Linked DNA regions of Mus musculus: region 2 is linked to region 1. A link is a contact called in public Micro-C data. All regions are on one chromosome and are shown on one strand. Each heading gives the region's core, a stretch centred on a gene start, on an enhancer-like site or on the middle of the called end of the contact. The rest is flanking DNA. Distances are from core to core; before and after follow the strand shown.

The links. Hi-C and Micro-C count contacts between places; a contact is called where the count stands out from the background.
Region 2: a contact with region 1 is called in a Micro-C map of embryonic stem cells, with 2.3 times the contacts expected there. The contact joins the promoter of Wdr66 here to the promoter of Orai1 in region 1. A contact is called at or near these places in 1 of 484 Hi-C or Micro-C datasets (embryonic stem cells) and 1 of 115 datasets of contacts at active chromatin or transcription factors (bone marrow-derived macrophages).

Annotation. Positions count from the first base shown.
Region 1 is chr5:123,013,750-123,016,696 of GRCm38.p6, forward strand. It overlaps Orai1 (ORAI calcium release-activated calcium modulator 1), which reads left to right and starts at 1,325. Exons shown (of 2, transcript NM_175423.3): 1 at 1,325-1,817. The coding sequence starts at 1,509. Gm2479 (a long non-coding RNA gene) reads right to left here and starts at 1,278. Exons shown (of 3, transcript XR_387710.4): 1 at 978-1,278.
Region 2 is chr5:123,252,497-123,255,525 of GRCm38.p6, forward strand. Wdr66 (WD repeat domain 66) reads left to right here and starts at 1,292. Exons shown (of 21, transcript NM_001370840.1): 1 at 1,292-2,262. The coding sequence starts at 1,309. It also overlaps the pseudogene Rpl35a-ps6.

The DNA.
Region 1 (2,947 bases), core at 75-2,574:
GTGAAGGGCTGCCCTCTAGCGGTTGTACAAGAGTTTAACTCTCACACTGTTAGACCTGGAGTGCCACACCACATGCTTAGGATTTATTTGACTGGGATCTAAATTTATCATTTGTTCTTGTTTTTCCCACATGTATTCAGTCAACAAGCATTTCTTCAATGTGGAGTATGTGCCAAGAAACATTCTGAAGGCTGGGGGTTAAAGCGGTGAGACTGCTCTTAACGTGTCCTAAAGTTCCTTAGCCCAGTGCCCTCCCTACCTTACCGGTATCTCCTGAGCCCCACCCTGAACCTCCCTATTTTCCTCTTCCCTTAGGTCCTGGCGCCTATCTTGCTGGCCCAGGTCTCAGCTCAGATGAGACTCCCAAGGTGTGAACCTTTTTAGTCTGCCTCCTGCAGAATAGAAAACGCTACGGAGGGGTCTGGGAATGGCAGGCACAGGCTAATGGCAGGCACATGCTAATGGCAGTAGTCCAGAGGCTTGGGCAGATGGCTCTTTGTGAGTTCGAAGCCAGCCTGGTCTATATAACAAGTTTCAAACCAGGCAGAGCTATGTAGTCTCAAAAATAAATAAATACAAACGGGGGCTAGCATTCTAAAATTAAAATAAAAACCCTGTTACTATCCACCTTTTTTTATCTTTTTTTTTTCTGTACACATTTACAGTCTCCTGAACTATAATTGACTCGATGTTTGTGTGTCTTTTCTACAAGAGTGTTGGCTGCAAGGGTGCAGGGAATTTTGTCCCTCTTGTGTTTCGAGGCAAGGGCTCACTCCTCCTTCAAACTCATTGTTTTCCAGTCTCCTCTATGCTGGGACTCCAGGCACGCATAACATCTTCGGGATCGACTTTGTCCGTCTCAATCACAAGCCTACACCCTGCCCTCGGTGCCTGGGACCGTGTTGGCACCCAATAGACGCTCAATAACCGCTCACTGAACTCTAGTAGCCCTCCGCTTGCTCTTTTTTCCAACAGACCTTTTGCCACCTTGTTCCAAGGAGGAAATAGGCCTCAGGAGGCGCCCAGAGGTGACCTCGGATGGCCTAAGTCAAGAGCTCCGGGAGCAAAGCCACAGGAGCAGCTGCAAAGAGAAGCGAGGCCTGACAGCGTGGGGCGCTTCCAGGAAGGCGAGCCAGGGGCTGGGGGCGGAGCCGTCGGAGGCGGTGCGGGGTACGTCACTCGCACGGACACCGCCCACCGCCTTGTGGGCGGGGTGTGTTCGTGGGTGTGGCGTATGCAAATAACCTCGGGTCGCCGGCCAATCGTGGAGCTCGCGGAGGTGCCGGCTTGGGACCGGACGCCGGTCGGCACGCAGGCTCCGGTCGCGGCCGCTTGGAACTTGCGGAGCGGTTCTGCAGCCAGTGCCTCGGCCTTCGGATCCGGTGCGTCCGGCTGCGGGAGACCGGCTCGAGTGGGAGGCCGGCGGAGGTGCGGCGCGGCCCGGCCCGGCCCCGGGGCCGCAGCCTTCTCAGGCGCTCGCCGCCAGCCGCGCCTTCGCAGCGTACTCCATGCATCCGGAGCCTGCCCCGCCCCCGAGTCACAGCAATCCGGAGCTTCCCGTGAGCGGCGGCAGCAGCACTAGCGGCAGCCGCCGGAGCCGCCGCCGCAGCGGGGACGGGGAGCCCTCGGGGGCCCCACCGCTGCCGCCGCCGCCACCCGCCGTCAGCTACCCGGACTGGATCGGCCAGAGTTACTCCGAGGTGATGAGCCTCAACGAGCACTCGATGCAGGCGCTGTCCTGGCGCAAGCTCTACTTAAGCCGCGCCAAGCTCAAAGCTTCCAGCCGGACCTCGGCTCTGCTCTCCGGCTTCGCCATGGTGAGCTCGGGCCTCCCTGCCCTCCTCCCCTCTTCCTGCTTCGGCCGCTCCCGCCCGCAGCCCCGACGGGGCCCACAGTTGGGAGCGGGCTGGGCGTGCCTGGGGTGAGGGGAAGAGCTGGGGAAAGCTGTCCTAGGCGCCGGAGGGGAGCCAGAGGCTGCTGAGCTGTGAGGGCGAGGTGGACGACCAGAGATAGAGATACCCACGCGCAGGTGTTTTTAGACGGGCACCTTGTCGCGGCAAAGAGGTTAGGGTTACAAAGAATGTTGCTTTCATGAAGTTGCTATGTAAGAAGTCTGCCCTGCATGTAATCAGGGGGACAAGAAGGATGCAAAAGGTCCAGCCCACTGAGGACAGGTGTCAGGAGATGAAGATGAGCTACATTGTGGCCGCGCCTTCTCGCACACCTAAGGCCGGAAGGTATTAACAAGACTTTATCAAATATTGGAGGGGATTTCCCAATACGTTCCACCTCCCCATACTCCACTAACTCTTACTCCCTTTTACACTCCCCACCCCACCGCATTTTCCAAGAGCCTCAGCCTAGGGGTTGAGTGCCACTCCCCACCCTCATTTTCTTCTCTAGAAACTTGCCTCTGAGTCACTGGGTGTGGGGGAGGAGGGTGGGACATGTTCCCCTTGAAAGGGCTCTTGCTTGATGAAGAGGTAGGCATATTTTCCTCCCCTCAAGTCCCAAGAAGGTGGTACGAAGCCTCTGCAGGAGGCGCCCCTGGAGGCTGCAGGTTAGGCACCAGACCTTAACTCTAGGAATACCTTCAGGCTTGCCTGTCTTGGAGTTTGCCTGGAGCTGTTATTATCTTTCGATGACATCAACCTACATCAGTGGGGTCTGCCGCCCCCCCCCTTCACCATCACGGCCGCCTCCCCCCCCCCCCCCCCCCCCCCCGTGAATTAGCTAAGCCTTTGGCCTTGAGGAAGGGAGTGGTTGGCACCCTTGGTTTTCTTGGGAAGGGAGTGTTGTCTGGGTCTCTCCCTGTCGCCTGCAAACAAGTGGATCAACACAGTTGTGAGCCCGGATGCTTTAGAAGCCCACAGTGCACTAGGCCAGAGAGGAAAGGCCAGGAGGTGTGATATAAATTACCCTTCCCAGCTCTGCCACTTGCTGCTTG
Region 2 (3,029 bases), core at 42-2,541, 240 kb after region 1:
TTTCCTTTTCCTTTTCCTTTTCCTTTTCCTTTTCCTTTTCCTTTTCCTTTTCCTTTTCCTTTCCTTCCTTCCTTCCTTCCTTCTTTCTTTCTTTCTTTTTTTAGAAAGATTGTGCTGGCCTAAGAACTCGAGTGATCCTCCTGTCTCTACCTCCTGAATCGCAGTATTACAGACATGGGCCTAGCCCCCTGCTCCCAAACTCTTGCTTCATGTAGGTGCAAAATGAGAGAATGTATCAGAGGAATTAAATTTTTTTAAAAAATGATTTTATGTGTGAGACTGTTTTGTCTGCATGTATGTATGTGTACCACCTATGAAGTTCCCGCAGAATACAGAAGAGGGTGTCAGATCCCCTGAAACTCAAGTTACTTATGGTTCTGAGCGATCGTGTCATGGCTGGGAGTCAAACCTGGGTCTTCTGAAAGGGCAGCCAGAGTGCTCTTAATCACTGAGCCATCTCTCCAGCCCAGAATTAACTTTCTTTCTTTCTTTCTTTCTTTCTTTCTTTCTTTCTTTCTTTCTTTCTTTCTTTCTTTCTTTCTTTCTTTCTTTCTTTGCACATACCATGTTGAATGTGTTGATTTGGGAGTTAGTTTTCTCTTCTGGCCATGTGTTTCCCAGAGGAGGGGGCTCTGTCTACCTTAGACTTAGGGTCTCACCTGCCCCAGAGGTCTTTAAAACTCTCAGGTTCTTTGCAGAAAACTATTGCTTTTATCCCCATAGTACCTGATATCCCCCACCCTGCTTTTTTTTTTTTTTTTTTTTTGGCAAACACTTTGGGTGAACCTGTGTTGAGCATTTGACATGTATTGCCCCAGTCTGCAAATCATGTGAGAATGTAGGATTATCATTTTTATTTTTTTGCCTGTGAGCAAATTTGAAGAAAGGGTAAAATGGCTTGCGTCTAGTCACAGAACGAGGCTAGCGGAAGTTGGAGAGGAGGGAACCTTTAGCTGGCAAGCTTACACTTCAGTCATCAGCCCATCTCCCTCTCTTCTTCCTCCCAGCAGGGTTTTGCAAATGCTTGCCTTATGCATTTTGTTGCCTGTGGGAATATGAATTATTTAAAGTGAGAAGACTCTAAGATCAGTCCTAGAAAGATGGGAGGCCCTGGAAGTCAATATTTTAAAGATTTCTGAGACTTGAGCTGGGCTTTCCCAAGAAGCTGCCATTCTTTTCTTCCCACAGGAAGGGACCAGAGCTGCTTCTGCCCATTTCGACGTGTTAGCACCTCAGGAAGCCGGCACAGGAAATAGAGGGACCTGCTGAATCTACGTTAAAATTTCTGTAGCGGAAACTACAGAAGAAATGTCAGATACAGAAGAAAACCCCCTAGAAGAATCAAGAGAAAGTGGAGAGATGGAGGAGGAGAAGGAGGAGAAGAAGGAGGAGGAAGAGGAGGAAGAGGAGGGGGAGAAGGAGAAGGAGGAGGAGGAAGAGGAGGAGAAGGGGAAGGAGGAGGAGAAGGAGGAGGAGAAGGAGGAGGGGAAGGAGGAGGAGAAGAAGGAGGAAGAGGAGGAGAAGGGGAAGAAGGAGGAAGAGGAGGAGGAGGAAGAGGAGGGGAAGGGGAAGGAGGAGGAGAAGGAGGAGGAGAAGGAGGAGGAGGAGAAGGAGGAGGAGAAGGAGAAGGAGGAGGAGGAGGAAGAGGAGGGGAAGGGGAAGGAGGAGGAGGAGGAGGGGAAGGAGGAGGAGGAGGAGGAGAAGGAGGAGGAGGAGAAGGAGGAGGAGAAGGAGGAGGAGGAGGAGGAGGAGGAGGAGAAGGAGGAATATAATCCAAGTTTTGAAGAAGATGCTCTGCAGCAGAGCCTAACTGAGGGCTCACTGTCATGGGAGGAGTCTCAGGAGGATGGAGAGGGGCTGGAGGAGTGGGTGGAGAAGGAGGAGCAGAGAGAGGGAGAGGAAGTGAGAGGGGAGGAAGAAAGTGAAGTGAGAGGAAGGGAAGAGGAAGAGGGATGGGAGGAAGAGAAGAGCGGTGAAGAGGAAAAAAGTGAGGAGAGCGAGAGAAGTAAGGAAAGGGGAGGTGAGGAAGAGGGCCAGGAGAAGGAAGAGGCGGAACATGAGGGGGAAAGGGAGGAGGGAAGAGAAGAGGAAGAGAAAGAGAAGAGTGTGGAGCGGGAGGAGGAGGAGGAGGAGGAAGATACTGAGACAACTGAGACAAAAGCTGGACGAGCCAAGGAGGAAAAGAAAGAGAAGCAAAACAAAACAGCCCTGGTGGACAATATTGTCATCAGCCATGAGCCACCCAGGTCAAGCTCCTCCCTGGTGAGTCCTCCCCAAGCTCATCCACCCACTTACTCAGAATCATCCTCCCTGGTGAGTCCTCCCCGAAGCTTGTCCACCCATTTACACTGAATTGTCTGTCGCTTGGTGCTTGGCATGTGCCAGGCTGTGGGAGTACAAAACCAAAGTGAGACAGTCCCGAGGTTGGAGAAACAGCCAGGCCATTAAGAGCCCTAGCTGTTCTTACTGAGGGCTGAATTTTGGGTTCCCAGCACCCATGATGAAATGCCTTATAACTTTAGATCCAGGGAATTAATTCAATGTCCTCTTCTGGACTCCTTGAGCACCTGCACAACACACACACACACCACATAAATACACACATTAAAGAGAAGAGAAAACCATATGCTAAGTTCAGTAATTTTGAGATGCCTAGGAGGGTGGTTTAATCCAGTTTGGAGGCAGGTCAGTCCAAGCTTCCATGAAGTGTGTACCTAACTTGTAAAGGGTCAGTAGGTCAGCTGAAGGTCTTGGGACTGAGTTCCTGTGATATAATAGTGTGAATTTCTCACAGCTTGCTCCCCCCAAGAAAGAACCCAGCCCTGGTCCAAGGACAAGACTCCTAGTGGTGTTTCCAAGAGCCTACTGTGTGGCCTTTGGTGGGTGGGTCTGTTAGGCCAAGAGTTAACCTGAACACAGCCTGGATTCATTTCTTTAGTATAAAATGTCCCAGGCTCCCTTTTGTTTATTTACTCTCCATTAGTTTAAATCCGGGATGGGTACAGCATCACACGGATTCTGTGTCCAAT